Linked DNA regions of Capsicum annuum: region 1 is linked to region 2. Evidence: chromatin contacts called from public Hi-C data. All regions are on one chromosome and are shown on one strand. Each heading gives the region's core, a stretch centred on a gene start, on an enhancer-like site or on the middle of the called end of the contact. The rest is flanking DNA. Distances are from core to core; before and after follow the strand shown.

The links. Hi-C and Micro-C count contacts between places; a contact is called where the count stands out from the background.
Region 1: a contact with region 2 is called in a Hi-C map of leaf, with 2.7 times the contacts expected there. The contact joins the promoter of LOC107847829 here to the promoter of LOC107847526 in region 2. A contact is called at or near these places in 2 of 5 Hi-C or Micro-C datasets (leaf and placenta).

Annotation. Positions count from the first base shown.
Region 1 is chr11:90,353,076-90,360,710 of UCD10Xv1.1, reverse strand. It overlaps LOC107847829 (sphingosine-1-phosphate lyase), which reads left to right and starts at 4,033. Exons shown (of 15, transcript XM_016692349.2): 1 at 4,033-4,429; 2 at 4,612-4,657; 3 at 5,560-5,705; 4 at 5,849-5,908; 5 at 6,847-7,071; 6 at 7,159-7,300. The coding sequence starts at 4,230.
Region 2 is chr11:90,143,899-90,150,933 of UCD10Xv1.1, reverse strand. LOC107847526 reads left to right here and starts at 4,149. Exons shown (of 6, transcript XM_016691824.2): 1 at 4,149-5,422; 2 at 5,546-5,654; 3 at 6,032-6,161; 4 at 6,310-7,035. The coding sequence starts at 5,227.

The DNA.
Region 1 (7,635 bases), core at 2,784-5,283, 210 kb before region 2:
TTACACCTCCCCCTCCAATAGTGTGTATATGTTGAGTTTTCTCTTATGATATATATCGGTTAAGATATTCTCCGATAAAAATAGTTTAGTATGACCTAAACATTACCCACAAAATTAGATTAAATGCATCATTTTACTCTTAGGTCATTGTATATTAGATTATACTCTTTTAGATAAATTATTTAATTCAATATGATTTCAGCTTTCAGCATGGTTGTATACAATATTTATGACTTACATGTCTCACATGCTCAATATATTCAAAGTACTGACCACATACCTTTCTTTTGTGATATATTCGATTATGATATAGATTTTGATGCTCTAGTGCTTGTTCAATAACAGTTGTAGTGAGTCCTCATCATTTGAGGATGATCTATTTTAGTACATTTTATCAAACTCAAGTTCAGATTCAGATATTTAGAGTTAGCTGGGGATTTGTCCCAACAACTCGTCAATTTGCGTAGAGGTTTTTAAAGAGAGTTAAGACATATCAAATTATTATTTAGTTTAGATTTGATCCTCCATATATTTTGTTTTAGCTTCCACACAGTTATTTTAGTATATGTTTTAGTGTCATGCTAGTACCACGGGTTAGCTTGGGATTAATTGCGATTCTAATTATCGGGTTGCTTCTAGAGTATAGACTCAGATTGTGACAACAATCAGAATTGGAGTTCTTATTTGGATAGGTGCGTAAGTTAATGAGATTGCTAATAGATACATTATTTCAAGATTCTTCTTTATCAATTCAATATAGACCTACACCTACACACTCATATCGTTGAATATTTTCAATGATGAAAATCCATATATAAGTGAATACTTGATCTCAATGTTATTCATAGTACCATTAGTTTTAAATTGATTTAAAATTTGTGTGACTAAATTTGTGAAATATCAAGTAGAGTCAGCTACGATTGCAACAATGTCAAAATTGACGTATGCTCTCAATGGGCAATTAAAGAAATATGAAAATCAAAATTTTGTGCTTTTATAATCGGTAAGGAGATACTCTCTCCAAAAAGAATAAATTATTGTTTTCAAAAATAAAAAAATAATTTTAAGAGTATAATTTTTGTTATTTTTTTTAACTTCAAGTTCATCCTAAAGATTAGTTGGAATCTTAGAATACTTAAATAAAATAATTTTATAATTATAAACAATAATTATGTTAAATTTTGTCTCAAAAAGGAAAAAAAGTATGTTTGAAATAAATGTTAGGGATACGTTTTCTCACACCTTTTCTAGAGTTAAAAGGTATGGAAGACTTGACTTTGAAGTAGCTTTTTTTAGAGATACTATTTTTTCATGTCATTATTTTTATTATTTTCAATATAGAAAACGGATAAATATACTCTTGAACTATGATAAATGATACATATATATCCTCCGTCATACTTTGAGTATATATAAGAATCTACCGTTAATGAAATAATATGTATATGCCCCTTACACTAACGGTAAGAGCATATGTGTACCCAAAGTATGACAGAGGGCATACGTACTTGATTATAATTTGGGGGTATATTTATCTCTTTTTCATTTTCATTCTTTTATCCCATATATTAACCCAAATTCACTACCCGATTCGATACCAATTAAAGTTCAAGAGACGCGTATCTAACAGACGTGTTTTATTCATCCCTATAACGATATACACACAATATAGTTACACTCACTACTGTCATTATTAAAAATAAATCACTAACCCATAACATTCAAAAAGAATACTGATAAATTAAACCCCTCACGTTTTAATTTTCAGCAAAATTTCATCAAAAAATACTATTCACCATCAATCAACACCATATAGGCACCGTCTTTGCCGAATCGAAAAGAGTCTGAAATCAAAATATGTCTTTATTTTTAAAAATGATCAATCTATGTCATGAAATAGAAAGTGACATGAATAGGCTTTGTGCACTTATCTTGTGCACAATATCTTTTTTAACGGTGTGGGAACTGCCGCCGTTTGAATTAGATAGTGCAGTTTTTTTATGCACTGTTCATTTTTTTTAGTTCATAAAAAGAATGCACAATGAATTATTTTCTTGTGAATAGTGCAAAGTGCACTTTTTTTGTGCACCATCCCTTTTTAATTCACATAGTGCATAAAAATAATGCACACTGAGTTTTTTTTGTGAATAGTGCACTATCTTTTTTTTTTTATCCATATTGTGCACAAAAATAGTGCAATATTAATTATTTTTCTATAAATAGTGTAAAGTGCGCTTATTTTGTGCACTATTCTTTTTTTATTCACATAATGCACTATTAATTATCTTTTTTGTGAATAATGCACTTTTTTGTGCACTATATATTTTTTTTCAACAGTGGAAAGTGCACATTTTTTATGCACTATTCATTTTTTTCACCACAAAAATAATGCACAATTAATTATTTTTCATGTAGTGCATTAGTTGGGTGCACTATCTATTTATTTTTATATAGTGCATGCACTTTTTTTTTTACATTTGTGCACTATTTTTTTTATTTAATGCACTATTTCAATGATATTTTTTTATATATATAGTGCACTTTCCTTCAATTTTCTATATGGTGCACTATTTTAGTGCACTTTTTCATTTCTTTCATATATTTTTTTTTAACAAATTAGTGCACCATTTATTTCACATGATAAATTTGCACTTTGTTCAATTTTTTATATAGTGCATTAAATTTGTTTAATTTTTTTATATAATGCACTAAATTTGTGTACTTTGTTCACAAAATTTTTTTGGATAAAGTGCAAATTTAGTATATGAAATAAATGGTGCAATATTTAAAAAAAAAAGAAAAAAAATATGAAAAAAAGAGAAAGAGCACTAAAATAGTGCATCATATGAAAAAATGAAGAAAAGTATATTAAAATAGTACATTATATAAAATAACAAAAAAAAAGTTCACTAAAATAGTGCACTAAATGAAAAAAGACGGTGCACAGATGCACAAAAGAAAGTGCACGCACTACATAATATTAAATGGATAATGCATAAAATTAATGTATTATATGAAAAGTAATTAATAGTGTACTATTTTTGTGCACAGTGTGAAAAAATGAATAATGCATAAAAAATACACTTTTCACTTTGAAAAAAAATAGATAGTGCACAAAAAAGTGTATTGTTCACAAAAAAATAATTAATAGTACACTATTTTTGTGCATTATGTGGATAAAAAAATAATAGTGCACAAAATAAGTGTACTTTGCACTATTCACAGAAAAATAATTAATAATGCATTATTTTTGTGCATTATATGGATAAAAAATGAATAATGCACCAAAAAAGTGCATTTTGCACTATTCACAAAAAAATAATTTACTATGCAGTTTTTTTGTGCACTATTTTAAAAAAATGAATACTGCACAATAAAAATGCATTATCTAATTTAAACGACGATATGGTGCACAAAATAAGTGCACAAAATCTATTTATGTCACTTTCTAGTTTCATTACACACATTGATCATTTTTGTAAAATGAAGACATATTTCGATTTCGGACTCAATCGAAAACATCCCACTGGGGAGCAATTATCACGCTCCTAGCTCCAGTCACCTTCGACTTAATATCCACTCCTTCCAACAAGAAAACGCCAACTAGTAGCAATGATCAATCACCGCAATTTGATTGGAGTTTATGTTTAAGTGAAAAAAAGAGGAAGTATCGAATTTGGAATAAAAAATAGAAGTCAGGGCGAGTTGGTTTGAAAGGGTTACATTTATTGGGTCGGATAGCAGGTTTCGATAAATCATCTTGGATAAGAATATTAAAAAAAAAGACAAATATATTCTGAATTATGATAAATGGTACATACATACCCTATGTCATACTGTGGGTACACATGCATCTACCATTAGTGTGAGGGACATATACATATTATTTTATTAATAATAAAGATATATGTATACATAAAATGTGATAAAAAAATATATTGATATCACTTATGATAGTTTGAAGGTATATTTATGATTTTGCATTTTTAATAATAATAATAAAAAGAAAGATGGTTAGCCCATCAGGCACGGTTGATAGCAAAAGCTAAGCATACCACGCGAGTTAAAGGAAAAATAGATAACTTGGATTTACGCATCGCTTACTATATGGAGCAAGCAAATTACTAATAACAAAAATTAAAATCAAGACGAGATTTAAGTACAACACACTAGTCTCAACCAAGGGAACCAGAAAGAGAAGGGATAAAAAATCAAGAAGACGATCGGCGATGGAGTTTCGGATTCCAGCATGGGTGAATCAGTACAGAGTTTCAGCAAATTCCCTTTTATCTGAATATGACCCATTAACTCTACTACTTGCTCCTCTCTTTTCTCTTCTATTGGCTCGAATTCTTCAATCCATCTTCCTTGTTTTTCACGAACGAGGACTCAAAGCCACGGTTATTAGCTTCTTTATGAGCGCCATCAAGTATTAATTCCTTGCATCTCTTCAATTTTTATCCGTGTTTCGATAAGAAAAAAGTATTGTACACCTGAACTGTTGTTTTATATATACAGTATATACGCACTTGTAGCTTCTGACTGAGTTTCCTATCATTAATTGAGATTTCCAGTTTTATATGTATTTTAATATTTGAATCTTATATATAGGTTGGTCCCTGGTGTTAAAAAGTACATTGACTCTGAGAAGCAGAAGGTGAGTTAATTTTGAGTATTAAATACTTCATTGAATGCGTTTTTGTTTCTATCAGTGATTATTACAGTTTGGTCAATTGCTGTTTGATTCTGCAAAAAAGTTAAATGAAATTACTGCTTTTGTTTGACTTAAAAAAAGGAGTTTAAGGTGTTAGTTTGACTCGTGTATTATATTAACAATAATGGCTGAAAAGTTAAACAGCTGAGAAATCATCTAATCGAAGTTATTATTGAATGTTGTGAAAATTATGTAAAACAATATTATTCGAGGAATAGTCAAGCATTATGGAACATTCCAAGGTGGAAAATGTGTTGTATAAGTTGGAATGGATGGACTATCAATCTAGATTGAAGTAATTCCACTATCAAATCATTCAATCCATATATCACGCCATTCTATTTAGGTTTGTTTCACCTGGGTGTTTTTTAAATTTTTACCTAGGCTAAATATTCTGTTGAATACATTTAGGTTTGTATCCTCAGCTTAAAAAAAAAAGGGGTAGCCCGATGCACAATATATCTTGCGTTCAAGCAAAGGGTCTAGGGAAGGGCTGCATTCCAAGAGAATGTGATGTAGGTTTGTTCAACTTGTATTAGTAAAATAATTGTAGCAGAGGAAGTGCCTGATTAATATTCTGTTCTTACTTGTGCATCTATTTGGAAGTATTAAAGTGTGTCAATGGTTAATGTCTGTATTTCTTTTTAAAAAAAAAAAAAAAAAAAATTGGGGGTAGGGGAAGGGGAATGGGGGAGGGGATTACAATGTGGGGAATCGAACCCTCACCAATAAGGTGGAAGTTCAGGTAACTAACCAACTAAGCTACTAAGATTCCCCTAATGTCTCTATTTCTGATTATAAATCTGACATTCTTCGGCTTCAAAATTTTTTGTCGAACTGGGCAGATAGTGGATAAGTTGCAAGGTTCTAGTAATAGAGATGGATGGAGAACTGAGTTGCCGAAGTCAGGTTTAGGTGATAAAGTCCTAGTGCAAATGAAAGATGAGAAACAAAAAGATGTGAGCTGGCAGGGCAAATGTTCGGGTACCGTGTATGTTTCCATAATTATTGCACTATGTTATACGTTTTTAGCTAGTAGTTTAGAATTATATATATTTCTGTTTTCAATTAAACTATTTCTTTTGCTCTTTAACCTGTGTAGATAGATTAACAGATTTCCTATTTTCTGAGCAGCTATATTGGCGGAAATGAGAATGAGGGACATTTTTCATTGATAAACGAGGCATGTTGCATGTAAGATTATTCATCCGTTGTGTATATATGTATATTTAGTTGCTTTATTTGCGTTAGCTGATCAAGGGAGGGTTGTTTCTTTTCATGTATCTTTTTCGTATTAAACCTTCTGTCATAAAGAATCAATTATCAGTGTATGATTCAACAAAAGAGGAAGAGGGAGCAAATTTAGTCTCAAATCTCCCTGTGGTATGTACTATGTATACAGAGATCAGAGTTTACAATAAAGAGACACAACCAACAGTGTAAACGATGCTAGATTGATTAAGACCTGAAAAATGTATTTAATGAGTTTATAATGCTTCAGGGTTACAGAAAATGTCATATTTTACATGCTAACCATACTGGACGAAGATGGAGTTGAACGTCCGAAATGTTTAGCAACTGTTAATCAGGGTTTTGTCCGATCTCATAGCCCTATATCCTTTTTTTCTCTTTTAAAATGGATTGGTAACTTTACCATTTTATACCCCTTGATTTCCTTGAATAAATTAACCTTTTCTCGACATTCTAAGTGCACTATTCATACATGGCGTATTAAGGTCTGTCATCTGGCAGAAATTGTTTGTGATTTTTTATTGGACATCTTGGATTAGAATAATAGATCTCAAATCTGTTGAGTTGTTTTTGCCCAAGCTAATTCATCTGCGACTGACTTGAAAAAACAAAGCACGCTACTCTGCTCATGATGGTGTATCTGAGTCATGTAGTCTATCTTATTATCAAATGTGATTAGCTTTGATGACGCCATTGTTAACCAATTAGCTTTTTTAAAAAAAAAAAAAATTTATATTTCATATTCTTATTTGTTGTTGACATGGGAAGGGGTGCACTTGTTGAGTTTTCTTTTACAGGCAAATACACCTTCTATTTTAGCTTTCTTATCATAAAAATTTTCCATATCTGCTTTCAGTATAAATAGATATTTCTTATTTCAGGTTTGCTCATACCAATCCTCTACATCTGAGTGTATTCCCAAGTGTTGTTAGATTTGAAGCAGAAGTGGTTGCGATGACAGCTGCAATTCTTGGTAGTAAGGAAAAGGCTTCTGGAGGACAAATTTGTGGCAATATGACATCAGGGGGGACTGAAAGTATATTATTAGCAGTCAAATCATCACGTGACTATATGAAAGCCAAGAAAGGAATCACTAAACCAGAAATGTATGTGCTCTTTCTCCCTTTGTTTTCCGTAATATCCATCCAGGAAAATCAGTCTCTAAATTTAGTGAGTGTCATACATGACTGTAGGATAATACCAGTTTCTGCACACTCAGCATATGACAAGGCTGCACAATATTTCAAGATCAAGTTGTGGCGTGTCCCTGTTGATAAAGAATTTCGAGCAGATGTTAAAGCTATTAAGCGACATATTAACAAAAACACTGTAATGGTAAAGTTTTGGATTTGGGCAGGTCTAGAATCATTTCCCCTGGTTTTAAGCAAATGTTTCTTTTTTTTTAAATAAAAGATAGGAACAATCAGAAAGACTTGGAGGCCTAGAGCATGTCTCTCTTCTGATAAAATGTCCATCACTAAAAACATAAAAAGAGCCAGTTTCTGAAAATGTGTGCACACATTTCCGAAGCTAGAATAGTTTAGGAACTGATATGTTAGACCAGAGGAAGCAGCTTGAACATCTGGATTAGGGGGTACTTTCTTCAGCTTTCTTCAAATTTGCAATGTACTACCAGCACCTTTTATGTACACCACTTATTTTCTTGGGTG
Region 2 (7,035 bases), core at 2,900-5,399:
TTTGAGATTTACTACTTCAGAAGTAGATTTTAAAATAACCCTTCTCAATTATTTTGCCTCTTTCGGAGGTGGATTGTGATTTTCTTACAACAACGAGCACGTTCGAATTTATATACAACCACATTTACCCCTAAGGTCTAGATCTGTATTTATAATAATCAAAATTCTCATTCTCAGGAATGGAATATAATCATGCCTTAAGCATATCAAATTATGATAGCTACAACAAAAGCAAATTGAGACATATATGATTTATCACTACCACATGCAATTCAAAGAATGAAGCATATATTTCATGACTTTTGATCAAATAGTCATTATTTTGCCTTAGCCATCATAATATCATCAATATGGTGCGTTGAGATTCAAACTCCACATCTTATCCATATAAAGACGTCTTAAGCATAAATCGATGGGACTTGAACCCAATATATTATCATTTCTTTATATAATATTATTTTTGAGGAATAAATTTAAAACATAAATGGTTCCAAACCAATTATTTTTCCTCAAATCCAACAATAATTATATTATTAGTAGCAAAAGACAGATAACATAAGGAATTACTAACCTTGAAATTACCTTTAGATTTATAATCTCATCTTGTTTGTCAGAGTCTCGTGCTGATAATGTGTTATGAAATATAAAACAAATACAAGAAGAATAGAGAGAGAAGAGAAACTTCTTTATTTCTTGAGGGATTATTGAGGGATGAATTACAATGAGGGAAAATCCTTTATTTATAGGGAAAAACTAATCTTGGGGTTTGTAACTTTTTCATAAATAGACATACACAATTTATGATAAAGTAGGTATTCACTATATATACTAAATAATAAAGTAAACATTCACTATATATGATACATTTATAACAATATCATTTTACATAATTAGCAGATATTTTAAACTCTTTTCCGTTTATTCTATAAAATATTAAACAACTCGTAATTACGTATGAAAAGCATGAGTTACTAACAGTAAGATGTTAGGAATAGTGATCTAGAACTGAGGGAATTGTACTTGGTATTAGTAATAAGGCCAAAGTCATCGATAGACACTCAAACTTGTTGCCAAAATTCACTTAGACACCTAAACTAAGGCATGTTCCTATCAGACCCCTAAACCCCCCATATTTTGTTCCAATTGGGCCTTTTTCCCCTATCAGCAAAAAGCTCAAAGTGTGTGTTGCACACACGTAATGACGTGGCAAAATAAGCTAATTGAAAGCTGACACGTGGCATTGTGGGTTCAATAATTATTAAAAATTAATTATAATTTTTTAAAAAATAGTATATAAAAATGGCATTGATGAAATTATTAAAAATAATTCTTAAATTATTTAAAAAATAAAAAATTAATTATTAAGAAAAATTATAATTTTTTTTTAAAATGAAATAAAAATGGCGAGGATATAAATTATGAAAAAATAATTATAAAATTATTTGAAAAATAAAAATAAAAAATTGATTATTTAAAAAAGATTATAAAATTTTTTTAAAAATGAAATAAATTATTAAAAAATTATATAAAAAATAAAAAATTAATTATTAAAAAAAATTATAAAACTTTTTAAAAAATGAAAATAAAAAATGGCATTGAGGATATAAATTATGAAAAAATAATTATAAAATTATTTGAAAAATAAAAATAAAAAACTAATTATTTTTAAAAAAAATATATATTTTTTAAAAAATTAAATAAATTATTAAAAATATAAAAATATAAATATTAAAAAAATTATAAACTTTTTAAAAAATGAAAATAAAAAATGGCATTGAGGATTCAAATTATTTAAAAATAATTATAAAATTATTTAAAAAATAAAAATAAAAGCCTAATTATAAAAAAGAAATTATAAAATTATTTAAAAAGTAAAAACTAATTATTAAAAAGAATATATTAAAAAATTTTAAAAAATAAAAATGAAACTCCCCCACCTACCCCTAGTCCCCCAGCCCCCAGCGTATTGTTTTATTTAAAAAAAAAAAATTGGGACCCCTTAATGCTTTTTTGCCTAATTATAAAAAAGAAATTATAATATTTTTAAAAAAAATAAAAAACTAATTATTAAAAATAAATTATAAAGTTTTTTTTTTTTTAAAATAAAACTCCCCCACCTACCCCGGCCCCGAGCCTCAGCGTATTATTTTTTTTAAAAAGGGCCTTTAGTATTTTAAAAAAATAATTGTTATTTAAAAAAATTTTGGGGCCCTCAATGCCACTTGACATCTTTTTATTTGTAAACTAGTAAAAAAAAAATGCTCCTCACGCGCCTCCCACGATGGCACTGTACGCGCAGTGCCACATAGGTAAAAAAGGCCCAATTGAAACAAAATGTGGGGGGTTAGGGGCCTGATAGGTATAGGTCTTAGTTTAGGTGTCTAAGTCAATTTTGGCAACAAGTTTGAGTGCCTATCGAAACCTTTGGCCTAGTAGTAAAAACGCATCCACAAACTCACGTGTGATTTGTGATGTTAGCCTTTTCTTTTACTAAAATTATTTAAATACACAATTTATGTTTCCAATATTACAAAAAATCTCAACTCCCTAAATATATTATAAAAATTCCAACATATACAGAGAGTGTTATGTATATATCGGCTATGTTAATAGGGAGAAAGAGTAAAGTAATTAAAAAAGTGGGAGAGAATGTAATTATTTTCAAAAGAGTTGGTATTTATGTTATTTACTAGTTTAGGTGTATGCGTCTTGCGCGTGCACCTCAGTTATACTAAATAAGATATTTGTTTAAATAATAAATATGAATACAATAATTAAATTCAACATCTTTTAGAGAATTTATTTAATTAAATCTAACCTTTGCCAAAAAAGAATTATCAAAATCGATCGACATTCATCTATCACCTGTAAACTGCAACAAAACAATACGATGATGGAAACATTAAAACAATATAATTAAGTCTAACATTTACACAAAAAAAAATTTCAAAATCGTCTGACACTCATCTACAATATGTAAGTTACAACAAAATAATACGACAATAGAGATATCAAAATAATACAACTAAACTTAACCTTTGCACACACATAAAAAAAACCACAAAATAGAGATATAAAAATAATACAATTGAACCTAACCTTTACCTAAAAAAAATCTTCAAAGCCGACCGACATTCATCTACCGCCTGTAAATTACTTGAATGATAATAAAAAAGATATATATACACACACGTTGAATTCTATTATTAAACATCTACTAATCTAGACATGCAATCGAATCAAGTTAAATGAGCATCAATCATATTTTCCCAATAAGTAAATCGATTTCTTCTCTAGTTTAACATGCATCTCAATATTTATAAAAGTATTTTCTTAATACGGTCCTCTTTTATGAGTGTTTTTCTATCCTATTTTAGGATTATTTTTTTAATTGGTCACTACAAAAGAAAATATAATATATTATAGATATATATATTGGTTTCAAAAAGTTTCTTTTAAAAAAATAGGTTCCTAACAAGGTGCTGGATCCTAAAAGTTTTTCCTTAAAAACCAACCATACGATTTCTCCTTTTTAATATATAAATTTTGATTCTTATTTTTTTTCTTTCCAATAAATAGGGTTTTCTAAAAAAGTTGCTAACCAAAATTTTTCCACATTTCGTTTAATTCTTTTTTGATGTGAGATTCTTCTTTATTTATTTTTTTCCTTCTCTATTCTAAATATTTGAATAATAATTTAGTTATAATTATTTTTAGAAAATAGTGAAAAGACGATTTTATCTGTTGAAGAGTATTTTAATGAAGGATAAAAAGTTTAAATTACTTTTCTAGGGGGCTTCACACTTTTAATATATTATAGATTATAGATTATAGATATAGATATAAATACTCTCCGTCCTAAATTTCCTAATTTGATTTTTTATTTTACTTATTTTTTTCATTAATAAATAAAGATAATTTTTTTTTCATATTTTGTCTTCTGCATTAATTATTTTTTTTTTAAATTAAAATATAAACATCATTTTACAGAAGTAGTACTGGGATAATTTAGGTATGCTATTAATTATTTTTAATTGATACGGAGGGAGTACTTTTTTTCGTGAACATGAATAATGCTCTCTAACTCCACCATAAACCTCAAACATTAATTATTAATATAATAAAAAAAATCTTTGCTTACCTGCTAACATCATGAATTAAAGTATGGATTATTATCTTACTGTAATTATCCAAATTTTAAAGAAAAAAGAAAACGGAAAAAGAAAGGGAACTGTGAGATAGCAGAAAGAGAAAAAAGAAAAGGTTGCTGTTGCTGAGAAGGAAAGTAGCAAAATTACTATTCAACCCTAAAAACCAAAAGCCTGTTCCACTCCTCATTCATCATCAGCATCATCAATTCCTTCTGTTAATTCAGTCTTGGTGCTTTTTTGTTGTTTGAGAAAAATGGTTTCTTAGGGTTTACTTCTGTGTTGATCCATAATATCGCATTTGCATTCTTCGAAAAAAGAGGGGTGGGGGGTGGGTTCAGTTGTGTATTATTCCAAAACCCATTTCTGCAGTTTGCTGATCTGTACAAATTCTTGCAGATCCACCTTTGGGTTTCTACTCTTTCCTGATATTTTCTTCTTTCAAGATCAGATTTTTCTTCAAATTTCAAGCTTTTTGGTGTTAAGCTGAGCATTTTGAGTAGTGGGGTTTGAGTGCTTTCTTTTGTTGACCCTAATTTTAGTTTTGATGAGTCTGTAAGCTCAATGGGGGACTGATAATTAACTTGCTTTTGTTTATTTTGGTGATTGGGTTGGGGTTCTTGAGGTACTTGTTGTGGAATTTTGCATTTTTTTTTATTTTTTTTTATGTTTGTGTGTGTTTGAACTTCCTGCTTGATTTTGTAGTTCCTACCCTTGTAGTGATTGGGCATTTGGAGTTGACTGAGTGGCTAAAAGTTCAGTTTTGGCCTTAGATTTGATTTTGGATAGTTTCAGACAAGAAGTGCAAGGTGGCAAGACTATTGTTATTGTCTTCTTGCTCCAGGGATCAAGCAAGTGTACATTGTATGTAAAGGAATTGAATTCCCACTTTGAGATTTCTGTGAACACTTGACTTAGCTTTTCAATTTCCAAATGAATTAATGCTGAGAGGGTCTAGCTGAAGTGGTTGAAATTTTGCTCTTTTTGTTTCATGGGGGATATAATATGCTGTTTTAGTTTGGGATTCCTGGGGGGAGTCTGACTGATTAGTGTCGGGTGAGCTGACGCTGACACTGTGATGCCTCCTTCACCAGCTATGAGATGCTCTCCTGGAAGGGAGCTCAGGCAAGAAAATCACAAGAGAGGGCGCAGTCTGGAAAGTGGGATTCATTTGAGGGACAAGGATGATGATCTTGCCCTGTTTAATGAGGTGCAAACCAGAGAAAAAGATAATTTCTTGCTTCAAGCAAATGACGACTTCGAAGACTTATTTTGTAAGATTTTGCGTTAATTTCTGTTTTACATTTTAGAGCTTTATTTTGTTCTGAAGCACAGAAACATGCTCTTGCTTTAGTTTTCATGACTGTATTGCTTTTGTTGCTCATTGTCATTGGCAGCCACTAAATTGAGGTATTTTACGGATTATAAGCTTGGAATATCAATTCCAGCTCGAGGAGAGAGTAGTGACCTGCTTAACGCGGAAGGCGACAAGAATGACTATGACTGGTTGGTTATGTTTTATCTTTCAAGCATTTACTCTGTACTCCCCTATCTTGTCATTTTGTGCTTAGATGTTGAAAATGAACTCAAATGCGTAGTTTTCTCACTACATGCTTTGCCAAACTTTCTGTCCATGTTCTAATTTTGTTAAAAGTTTCCCTTTGCTAACGATTCGAAAACTTTGGAGCCAGAAAGATACGCTTGTTCGGTGTAATTCTACAGTAAATTTTTAGAAAGAAGAAATTCATTCCTATTGTCCTCAGAGATATATTTATTCTTTAGCACACACGTCAGTTGGTGTAAGTTCTTCAATAAACCCCTCATGCCTAATATGCTGATTTATTGATGAAATGTTATCTAATATGCTCACTTATTGGTGAAAGGTTATTGACCCCTCCGGACACCCCTCTTTTTCCTTCTTTGGATGACGAAAGTCATGAGACGCGCCCTATAAATCATGAGCAGAGGGGCCGGCCTAGAAGTCAACCCATTTCAATCTCTAGATCATCAACGGTGAGCATTTTAGTCATTCAACTGTTTTCCTGTCCCTTTTTGGGAACTGTATTGATATTATAGTTACCTAACCATATCAAATGCAAGGAGCTTCTGTTTTAAGTCTGATACAATCAATTTAATAACTTTCATATGGATTGAATGGCAGATGGACAAGAGTTACAGAAGTAGTAGAGGCAGCGCCAGTCCAAATCTCCTTAGCCCATCTCCTATGTCTAGTTATACTGCTGATCAATCAAGAGGGAGACCATCTTCAGCACCTCATTCAAGTCCACCGCCTCAGTTGCGGCATTCTACTCCGGCGAGGAAACCGTCTCACTCACCTAATAAATTCTCAACACCTCCTCCAAGGTCCTCTACACCAACTCCTCGGAGGATGAGCACAGGCTCTAGTGGTACTGCTGCTCCATTGCAAGTGAGGGGCACCTCTCCTGTCAAGACTAATAGAGCAAACTCTGCATCACCAAAGATTAGGGCATGGCAGTCAAATATTCCAGGATTTTCCTTGGAGGCACCTCCCAATCTTCGTACTTCACTGGGTGATCGCCCTGCTTCCTATGTGAGAGGGTCTTCTCCTGCATCCAGAAGTGGATCAAGGTCTGGAAGACAATCAATGTCCCCGACTGCTTCTCGAAGTGTCAGTTCATCACATAGTCATGATCGTGACCATTTTAGCGCTCACAGTAAAGGTTCAGTTGCATCATCTGGTGATGACGACATAGATTCTCTACAATCCATTCCTGTGAGTCGTTCAGATCGTTCAGGTCCAAGAAGTATCAATGGATTCCAAAATAAGAAACCTCTTGGTCTATCAAAGAAGCCAAAAAGAGTACTATCCTCAATTTCTGCTCCAAAGAGATCCTTTGACATGGCA